Linked DNA regions of Canis lupus: region 1 is linked to region 2. Evidence: chromatin contacts called from public Hi-C data. All regions are on one chromosome and are shown on one strand. The core of a region is the stretch at or near the end of the contact, and the rest is flanking DNA. Distances in the headings are between cores, read along the strand shown. Region 1 holds the start of RASA1 (ras GTPase-activating protein 1). Region 2 holds the start of CCNH (cyclin-H).

Region 1 (5,503 bases), core at 2,350-4,849, 130 kb before region 2:
TTCTTCAGTTTTAGACTCATGAAACTTTAAGGAGTTTGACTCATGAAAGCTCAAAGAGTCAGGAAGTACAGTGGCCTAGAAAAAGAGAAAAGGAAACACAGAAGTAGAAATTGAGAGAGAAATTAGCAGGAGAAAAGAGAACATGAGACTATAAATGAGAGAAGCACAGAAGGTCAAGGTGAGTAGAAAAAGAAAAAAGGGAACAGACAAAAAAATAAGGTATAAAAATAAAAATAAAATGTCACTGAAGATAAAAGAGTGACTTGAGATTCAGGAAGCACACAGGGATTAGTAAAGATCAAAGCCTAGATCTGTCCAATAAAAGGAGTACATAAGATATTTGGAAGTGCCTCATGAAAGGCAAGTGGCAATCTCTTTGGATAAAAAAGGACTGCACAACTCTAAGACTGAATATATGGTAAGATATTGGTATTAGGTTGATATATGGACAGACACAGTAGGTTTTTCCTATGAGTTGAGCAGTTGATGTCCAAAGATGCAAGCTGATCTAATCTAGAATTAAAAGAATGGAGGCCTATCCAAAACTGTTGGCATAGATGCCTAGCACTGGGGTAGGCAGTAGGATAGACTATATGTTGTATTTGTGGTGTAGATTTGTAGATACATACACCTAAAAGGAACTAGAAAACAATACAACTCAGTATGTAATTGTTGTTGGACAGCATTAAATATTGGCCTTTAATTGCTAAAGAATTTTCAAAAGGGGAAAAGGCAATTCTGCAAATTAGAGTAGTAAGGCCGACCTGGCATCTTTGGCAGCACACGGATGATGTGTGAACACTCAGAGATCAGTGATAAGAGTTGGTGATAACCTGCCAGGCCTACATTCAAAGGCTGATGGTGGTAATTGGGATGGTAGTGTTGGAGGACTGGGATGCTAAATGCACTGTTGTTTTCAACCAGAGGCTACATGAAAATTTGTTGGGAGTGGGTGGAATAGGTACTTTGAAGTTTTCTTCTTACTTTGAGGGTCTAAGTTTAAAAGAAAAAATACCGTTCCAGGGAGGCAAGTGTAAGAAGTAGGACTGCATTATTCTGTTAAGTATTATGAAATTACTTCATTATGCATTTTCTCATTTCCCAACCACTTGTCTAGAATAGTAGGGCTTAGCAACACAATACCTACCTCTCTTATCCACCTACCTAATGAATGGCATGGAGTTGACTTTCTCATTTATTCTTCTTTCTTGAAGTGTTGCACACCTCCTCCTTGATTAGCATACTATAGTACAGTGATTCTTAAGTATGTCAACTTGGAGGGCCTAGTAAAACAGATTCCTGGGTTTTCCGTTTCAGAGGGTCTGGGATGGGGCCAAGAATTTGCATTTCTAACAGGTTCCTGGGATTACAGCTGGTCTAAGACCACTCTTGTGACTAATCAATCTTTGCTCTCTCAAGTGGTACACTGCATAAGAGGTAAGCACAATGAGAGTCCTCAGGATTAATCAAGTTTGTCAATGATTTGGCAAATAGGTTTGTGCAAACTTCTAAGAAAAGGAAATGCCTTGTGTGCACCTTGCCACCTCTTTCAGTGGCTTCCCTTTTTTTCCATGAGCCTGTTAGAGCCCCTACTCATCCCTTATGTACTCCTCTGTTGGTTGGATCATCTTTAGCAGAGAAAACATTGATCTCAAAGACCAATATTCGAAGGTAGTCAATGTGAGATTCCTCCTGGGAGAATTTATTTATTTATTTATTTATTTTTTTCTCCTGGTAGAATTTAAAAGAACAATATATGAATGCAAGGGGCAAATTGCCCGTACTGTAATTTCAAATAATGGGAGTGATTCTTCCACTTACATGAATGAACGCAATCGTTTATACATATTCTAGCATAAAAGAGGAAACAAAACCCATTTCTGGCTTTACTTAGGTTGAGACATCAGTTTATTGATAATTTTTGAAACTATGCATTATTGTCTCTGGCACTTTGCAACGTTGACATTGGCCTTGTTCAAGGTTCTCCATGCTTCACATATGCGTCCTGGAACAGGCCCCCTGCCTTCTGCACACAAGTGTTGTTTGTGGCACCCGCTCCTCTACACACGTCATTAGTGCCCAAGACCTGAGATGGCACAGGTAATTGTGTGTGTGTGGGGGGGGGGGGGCGGGGAGGGACATGACAGAGAGGAGAGATGGTGCTGTGAGTGAGGAAAACAAAACGTGTACGGTCTTAGAAATCAGAATTTGCCACTATTTCTACCAAAATTCTTAGCCCCCCCCACCCCGTAAGGCTCCCCTTATCTATTTCCTTTACTTCTCTTGAGTTTCAGAACGTAGTTTGAATTTTTTTTTTTTAAATACGTAGTGGGGGATCCCCGGGTGGCTCAGCGGTTTAGCGCCTGCCTTCGGCCCAGGGCGTGACCCCGGGGTCCTGGGATCGAGTCCTGCATCGGGCTCCCTGCGTGGAGCCTGCTGCTCCCTCTGCCTGTGTGTCTCTGTCTCTCATGAGTGAACAAATAAAACCTTAAAAATAAAATAAAATAAAACACGGAATAGTCATATAGTGATTTCTAGTATGCGACGAAAATCAAACAAATCGATAGCCCTGCCACTCCCCCTCGGCCCCGGGCCCCGGCAGCGCCGCTTCCTAAAGGCGTTATTTTCCACCAGCAGGAAGCAGGGCCCCGGCTCCGCGGCATCTTCCTTGCCGTCTTCCTCGGCGCTGCCCCCTCCCCTGCAGCGTCCCCGCCGCGTTCGCGGAGCCGGGCCCCCCAGCCCTCGGCCCGCCCCTCCGCGGCGCACGCTGACCCGGGGCGGGGCGGGGCGGGGACGGGGCGGGCGCCCCCCCGCGGCCGGTCCCCCGCACCGCGCGCCCCCGCCGCTTCCTTCCCTCGGGCCCAGCAGCGCGGCCGCCCCCGCGCCAGGGCCGCGCCTGCGCACAAGCCGCCCCGGCCCTGCTCCCCGCCCTTCCTCCCGCGGCCGGCTCCTCCTCCGGCGCCCCGCCTTCCTTTCTCTCTCTCTCTCTCTCTCTCCCTCTCTCTCTAGTCGGTTTCCGCGAGCGCTCCAGGTCGGCAGCCGCTCGGCCCGCTTCCCCGCCCCCCGCCCCTTCCTCTCCTCTCCTCTCCTCTCCTCTCCTCTCCTCTCCCCACCCCTCCCGCCTCCAGCCCCGCGGAGGATGCAGCGGCCGCCGCGGCCCGGGCCCCAGCAGCGGCACCGGCGGTGGCTGCGGTGGGGGTGGCCGGAACTGGGGTGGTGAAGCGGCGGCGGCGGCCGAGCGGGCGGCAGCCGCGCCAGCCGCTTCCTCTGTGCTTCCCTTCCTCTCTGGCGCGGCCAGGAAGTTTCTCACTAGTGTGCATGTGTGTGAGTGTGGGTGTGCAGGCTGAAGGTGCGGGTTGGCGTTGGTGCCGGCGGTAGGTTTTTTGCCCACTCGGCTTCCCGTAACCCGGGCCGCTCCGGAGCCTGGGCTGTGGCCCGAGGAGGGGGCGCGGCGGCGGGCTCGGTCCTTTTGTTGTCGTTTCCTCCGCCCGGGGAGCCGCCAGGGGGACGCGCCCGGGTGGGGCGGCTGGGAGCCCGGGCCTGCTGGCCCCCGGGGCTCCCGGGCGAGCGTAGAGCGGAGAGCGGAGCGGGCTTCAACATGATGGCGGCCGAGGGCGGCAGCGAGGAGGGCGGCCCGGGGGCGGCGGGGGCGGCGGGGGGCGGCGCGGCCGCGGGCTCGAGCGCCTGCCCGGCGGCGTGCAGGGTGAGGATGCCCGGCGCGCTGCCCGTGCCAGCCGTCGCCTGCTCCGGGCTGCCGGAGGCCGGCGGGGCCGCGCTGGGCGCCGGGCCGGGGGCGGGAGCCGTGGGGGGAGCCGGACTGTCAGGGGGAGGGGCCGGGGCCGGGGCCGCCGGGGCCGGGGGAGAGCCGGCCCTCGCCAAGGGCACCGCTTCGCTGGCTGCGGACACCTTCGGGGCGGGCGGCGCCTTCCCCCCGCTGCCGCCGCCGCCTCAGCTGCCCGCCCTGGGCGCCGCCGGCCTGGGAACCGTGGACGAAGGGGACTCCCTGGATGGACCCGAATACGAGGAGGAAGAGGTGGCCATCCCCCTGACCGCGCCTCCGACTAACCAGTAAGTGCACGCAGCCGTCCCGGGCCCGGGGACGCCGGCTCCTGGGCACAAGTGCGAACCCCTGGGACCTGCAGCTTTTCTTGCAGTTGCGATCCGTTGGTGAAAAAGTTTGGAGCCTTCGGGGTTGGCGTGCGTCGGGACTTGATTGGATCGCTCCTCTTCCCTGAGGGCGTGCACGCTGCCTTCGGCGTCTTTTGCATCTTTCTGGTTAGACCCTGGGAAGAAGTGAAGTTTTTGAGCTAGGAAAGCATGGAGAGTGGGGGGGGAGGGGGGGGAGGGGGGGCATGTGTATCCATCGGGAACCGGATACGGTGCTGCCTTTTCCAAGCCGAGGTTGCGTCCCCGGGGCTCAGCTGAGCTTGCAGCTGCCCGGGCCGTAGAGTCTCTCTCAGCCTGTGCGTGCATTCCCTGTTGAAGTCAGGTTATCCTTAGTCATAAGGCTTTGGGTATGCAAGTATTCCAAGGAGTATGGTATTGATGACCATTTTAAACATGCACCGGTCAGAAGGCTTTGCCTTTGTGGTGCTGTGCATCCCCAGCCTTTCGGAGGCAGAGCGATGCAGAAAAGTCTTCGGGTCTCTCCTGAAGATGTGGGTCGGCGAGAAAGGAAAGGAGTTCTGCGAATTACAGGTGTGGTGAAGGGTCTCTCTCCTCTTACGGGGTCTGTGACGTAGGCCGTGAAATTCCCATTTATTGATAACAGCCTGATCTTTTTATAGTTGAGGCTTTGTAAGCACAGTTCTCAAGTAAAATTGTCAATACTTCAATACTTTGTTGGTGGCCAGTGCAGTGTTCCATTTGGCAATCAGTTGCGACGGTATATTGCAGGGCATTTAGGGCAAATGGCTTTTTTCACACGGTGAGTACCTTCCCCTTGTTCCCTCCATAAGTGAACATAGGTGTGTGTTTGTAAAGGTGGACCTTGATGAGAGGAGAGTGTTACTGGGAAGGGGTAATAGATGGCAAAACCGTTCTTACGGATCCTTCACATCAGTTATTATCTGACCTTTAGAATTTCGACAGCCTTGGTGTATCAGAGGAAAAAATATTTGGTTCATATGATGACATTCACTCTGGACAATTGAAAGTATTTGTTTGTTTTGGATAAGCTTTGGAGGATTTAGAAAGGACTTAGAAAATGATTAGAAAAAGATTCTGTGATAATCCATTCTTAACCTAGGGCTACATCTTTTGATATTTAAGGGGGAAAGGTAAAAGTAGCCTGATTTGTGTCAGCCGTGGTATACTGCTCAGTAAGAGTTTAATTTTTTTGTCTAACTTTATTCCAACTTACCATGTTATGTGTTTGTTTTATAGACCTCTGAAGGTGTTCTGGGAGTGTGAAAAATTTGAATTTTACAGCACTGTTTACACACCTTCAAGCCTTTTTGAAAGAATCAGTAAATATTTAAGCGCTCACTACATCACTCCATGC
Region 2 (5,504 bases), core at 2,228-4,727:
TTAAATAGTAGAAGCAGCACCTACCATTTATTAACTGTATCCCATGGGCCAGATTCTGTGCCAAGCACCAAGCTATCATCTTTTTCTATCCTTACAACAGCTTGGTGAAGTATTGCTATCTCCACAGAGAAGGAAACTGCCTATCAGTGAGATTAACTGGGTCACACATCTAATAAGGAACACAGAGGGATTCAACTAAGATCTGCCTGTATTTTTAACTACTCTGTCATTTCACTAGAACCAATGAAATAGATACTTATCTATTTTTGGATTGAAAGAAAAGTTTCATGTGGGCACCTGGGTGGCTCAGTGGTCAAGCATCTACCTTTGGCTCAGGGAGGGTGTGATCCCAGGATCCTGGGAGTCTCCCATCAGGCTCCCTGCAGGGAGCCTACTTCTCCCTCTGCCTATGTCTCTGCCTTTCTGTGTCTCTCATGAATAAGTCTTTTTTTTTTTTTTTTTAAAGAAAAAGAAATGATACAGAATTCCTAAGTTAATGAATTTATCAAAAAATACATGAAATGACAAAAACATGAATACGTACATTTGCCTAAAGTGGGCAGAGAACTGTGTTACACATTTAGAAAAGTTCTGATTTCAGAAGTCAGCTAAAGGACATTACACTTTATCACTATTGTAACTTACCACAACAGACCTTGGCATTGCTGGCTTAAACACTGAACAGAATTCTAATAATCTCTTCTCATAGTATTTGCAGAGTATCATTTCTTCATGAGGTTCAAGAAAGACTGGATCATTTGGAAGAACCTTTAGATCAAAAGTTACAAATAAAAATTTAAAAAAAATTAAAAAAAAAAAAAAAAGGGATCCCTGGGTGGCGCAGCGGTTTGGCGCCTGCCTTTGGCCCAGGGCGCGATCCTGGAGACCCGGGATCGAATCCCACATCGGGCTCCCGGTGCATGGAGCCTGCTTCTCCCTCTGCCTGTGTCTCTGCCTCTCTCTCTCTCTGTGACTATCATAAATAAATAAAAATTTTAAAAAAAATTAAAAAAAAAAAAAAGTTACAGCAGAAGTTCAATGAAATGAATAATCTTAAAATACTTTTCTCAGTCCAGACTGCATTTGTATCTCCAACCAAAGGGAAATATACCAGATGTCATTTTTCTCTTTAGAGAACTAAATTATTACACGAAGTAATATTAGTGAAATATCTGATAAACTAAAAATGATCCTATTGTATCACAGTTTCTCAGAATGTCAGCTGGGCATTTACTTCAGTAGGGTAAAAAGAATCATGACAGAGGGTGTGCATCTGCTCACAAGTTTGATGTCAATCATAAATCAAAAAGATGATACAAGGTTGGGGGGGGGGAGGGGGGCCTCAGCGGTTTAGCGCCGCCTTTGGCCCAGGGCCTGATCCTGGAGTCCCTGGATGGAGTCCCGCGTTGGGCTTCCTGCATGAAGCCTGCTTCTCCCTCTGCCTGTGTCTCTGCCTCTCTCTCTCCAGTCTCTCATGAATAAATAAATAAAATCTTAAAAAAAAAAAGATACATACTGTCATTGGTTGGGAAGGTTTCAACATCCCTTTCTCAGTCATTAAGTCACATAGGCTGAGGTAAAAATCAACAAGTGTCTCAAGGATGATTATGACCCTTAAAAAAATAGTACCTCCAACCCCCTCCCCCCAAATAGTACCTCCTGTCTTTATAAACTCTCCACAAAATACCTAGATGGTTCATAAAACAATTTTAAAACAATTATATACTAGGCAGTGTTACTGGATTAATTATGTTTACCAAAAAAAGGGGGGGGGGGGTATGTTGAAGTCTTAACCTCCGGGATCTGAGTGTGACCTTATCTGGAAACAGAATCTCTACAAATGTGACTAGTTAATATGAGGTCATACTGGAGGACGGTGGCTCCTAATTCTATACGACTGGTGTCCCTATAACAACAATGTGGGAAGATACAGAGAGAACACTTTGTAAAGACAGAGATAGAAGCAAGGAACAGGGCAGCCCTGGTGGCCCAGCGGTTTAGCGCCACCTTCAGCCCAGGGCCTGATCCTGGAGTTCCAGGATCGAGTCCCATGTAGGGCTCCCTGCAGGGAGCCTGCTTCTCCCTCTGCCTGTCTTTGCCTCTCTGTGTCTGTCGTGAATAAATAAATGGAATCTTTAAAAAAAAAAAAAAAAAAAGTTGGTAGAAGCAAAGGAACACCTAAGTTACCAGAAGCTGAAGGAAGAAAGGGTCACCTGGAAACTACAGAGAATATATCCTGATGACAACTTTATCCCAGACTTCCGGCTTCTAGAACTGTGAAACAGTACATTTCTGTTGTTTTAAACCACCCAGTTTGTGCCTTTTTTTTTTTTTTAATGATAGCACAAGGAAACTAATACCAACTAATTTTATGGAGATGGCCCAGCAGGAATGGGTTCACAGATCCTGGCTCTGCCACTTACCAGTCCTGAAAAGTTATCCAACCACTCCATACCTCAGTTTCCCCGGCTGTAAAGCAAGGACAATAACAGCATCTGCCTGGTGGGACAGTTGTGAGGACTGAATGAGCTAACACACACTCAGAGCAGCGCCTGGGGCGCAGCCCGGGAGGTCCCCCTTCGGGGCAGCGCCAAACGCAGGCGGCGTGATACAGACGTCGGTCGGGCATCAAAGGGCCTCGGCCCCAAGGGGTCTGAAGGGCGGAATACTCGCCGGAGGGACGCTGGTGCTGGAACCCTTGGCGGAGCCCGTGGAAGAGGAGCAGGGCGGCGGGAGCTACGACGGCAAGGGCTCGGCTGGCAGGGCCGAGGCCTCGGGCGCCGACCACCCCCGCGTCCCGCCTCCGCCCCCCGCACCCCCGGGGTTCCCAGCTCCCTACGACAGAACCCGAAAGGTCAGTCTCCCACTTGAAGTCTTACAACAGGCTCCCCATCTCGTCATCCCGAACCGGACTCCTTCCTTCCGCCTCCAGGTGCGCGGCCTCGCCCTTCGCCGCCCCTGCGGGCCCCGACCTGCCCACTGCACCTGCCGCCCCGCCGGCCCGGAACGTCCCTTCCCAGGCTCCCCGCGCCGACTCCCCGCACAGCGCCCCACAACTAGAGCGCCCCAGAGCCTTGGCCTCCGCACGCTGCGGGTCGCCCCCCGAGGTCCTCGCCCGTGTGGTCGGGAAAACGCCCCGCGCTCCGCCGAGGCCGGCAGCGGGGAAGGGGGCGCGCAGGGAACCGGCCGCCAGGCTCCCTCACCTTCCCGTTGGCCACCGCTTTGCATTTGAATTTACGGTTGGCGTCGGCCCGCAGGCGCGCCAGCTGCTCCTCGCTCGCGAAAGTCCAGTGCCGCTTCTGGCTGCTGTTGTGGTACATCGCGGAGCCGCGAGGCAGGCCGCGGCGGCCTGAGGAAAGGACGCCACAGGGCACGACGCGGCGGGCAAACACCGCCTGGGCTACCACCGCGGTCCCGCGGAAACCGAGGGCGCCCGCTCGGCGGCGCCGGCGCGGTGACGTCCAGACCACGTGATATTTCCGACGGCAGTCGCGCTTCCGGAGCGGACTGAGAGGAAAACAGCCCTCGGGTAGGTCCGGGCGGCCCCCGGCACGCAAGTGGGCGGAGCCTAAGGGCACGCCCCCTTACGGTGACGCGAGGCCCTAGCCCCGCCCCTTCCCGACACAATTTAAAGGAGAGGCGCCAGGCAGGGGCGTCCAAAAGGGATGGAAGGTGGAGGTTGGGCGGGGGCGGGGGCGGGGGCGGGGGTGGGGGTGGGGGGCTACGTTAACAACTTAAGTGCGGTAACTCGAAGCGGCTAAAGGGCCTGGGAGGGTGTCAACTTTTAAATAAGGCGTTCAAAAAAAAAAAAAATAAAATAAAATAAATAAGGCGTTCAAGGGGATCCCTGCGTAGCTCAGCGGTTTAGCACCGCCTTCAGCCCAGGGCCCGATTTTGGAGACCAGGGATCGAGTCCCACGTCGGGCTCCCTGCGTGGAGCCTGCTTCTCCTAACGCCTGCGTCTCTGCCTCTCTCTAGGTCTATCATGAATAAATAAATAATTAAAAAAATATAAGGTGTTCAAGTAATGATATGCCCATTTTATATTTAATCCTATCATCAAGCAACTCCAGGCTTCTAGCTTTTTCATTTTATTTTTTATTTTTATGTATTTTTTTAGATTAGCTTTTTCATTTTATTTTAGCTTTTTCATTTTAAATGGCTACTATATATAAGAGAATAAGGTATTATACTGTTAATACTTTTTCTTTTTTTTTTGGTTGTGAAGATTATTTATTAGGCAAGTATTTTCTACCTACCACACACGCCTTGAGTCGTAGACAAAATCAGGCACAAACCCTGCTGCCATTTAGCTTACTCTCTGAACCCAATTTTCAAATTATTGACGCTTTTTCAAGTCAAAAGATGTGTTATCTAGAAAAGAATTTAGCACTGAAATGGGATCTTCAAGATCAATTCTGTTTCATATACTCTGAAGCAAAAATAACATTCCTAGTAGGCAGGATTTAATTATACACCTAGCAAATTCTCGATAGTCACATATTTGTGTAAACAGTTTAACATGGTTTATAACGGTTCCAGAAATGTTAAGTCCTATATCCAGTTTTCTGCTAATTCTTTTTCATATAATATAATGTATACATATTTATTGTTTCAAAAAAAAAAAAATAGAGTGTTCAAAGTATGCCTCCCTGAAAAGGTGACATTTGAGCAAAGGCTTGAGAGAGTTGAGGGAGTAGGCCTCTTGTGGGAGCAGTGGATTTGGGGGCAGATAGAACATCAGGGTCCCAAGGCAGAAGCATTCCTGGGACTTTTAAAGAAGAATGTGCCTCCTCACAAAAGACCGCCTCAGGGAGCATGGAACCGGGTGGACAAGCCAGATGCAGTGCATATGCATTCTCTACTCTTCCACCACTGCTGTGATCCTATCCTTTTCCCAGGACCTTTCCCCTCCCCTTCTGCTGATTACTAGCCAGTCTTACCCCACTTCCACATCTGAAGCACTATATAATGGTAGTTTTATGATTTTCTTGAATTCTCATCTTCATTATTGCCCCAGGGAAGACTTGCAATAAGCTACTGTTAATACGGACGAGATTTACAATTGCTATTGCTAGTATTTTCAAAATTGCATTTGCGAAACAAAATTTATATTGATTACAAAAACCTTTACTGGTTTTCTTATTTGTCCCATGTAGGCAGGCATACTTTATTCTGTGCAAAATTCATCACGTTAGAAAGATGGAATGAGCTACAGCAAATAGTTGGGTTTTTTAAAAAATAAAAAGCAGATAAAGAGGAGATGAGGAATTTAGGTCTTGAAAATTTGCATAGGTAAAAAGAGGTAGGAGGGTGTCTGTGTTCTATGAAAAAGTTTTGAGAGGTTTAAGGGAGAGCTTTATTTGTTTTGTTTTGTTTCATTTTGGTAGGTACAGTTGAGGGTAGAGTTTGCCAAAGTCATTTGAATTTCTCAAACTTGCAAATTTGTAATTTGCAACTTTTGAAATCCAGACACTCCTTAAACATTTGTTGGTAATATGGAC

What was found. A called contact is a pair of places that touch in the nucleus more often than the background predicts.
Region 1: a Hi-C map of blood shows a contact between it and region 2, with 2.2 times the contacts expected there. The contact joins the promoter of RASA1 here to the promoter of CCNH in region 2. A contact is called at or near these places in 2 of 9 Hi-C or Micro-C datasets (both in blood).

What each region holds. Positions count from the first base shown.
Region 1 is chr3:21,308,645-21,314,147 of UU_Cfam_GSD_1.0, reverse strand. RASA1 (ras GTPase-activating protein 1) reads left to right here and starts at 3,599. Exons shown (of 25, transcript XM_038532397.1): 1 at 3,599-4,068. The coding sequence starts at 3,599.
Region 2 is chr3:21,178,524-21,184,027 of UU_Cfam_GSD_1.0, reverse strand. CCNH (cyclin-H) reads right to left here and starts at 3,477. Exons shown (of 9, transcript XM_038532398.1): 1 at 3,204-3,477; 2 at 646-768. The coding sequence starts at 3,320. LOC111095149 (a long non-coding RNA gene) reads left to right here and starts at 3,291. Exons shown (of 4, transcript XR_005356757.1): 1 at 3,291-3,529.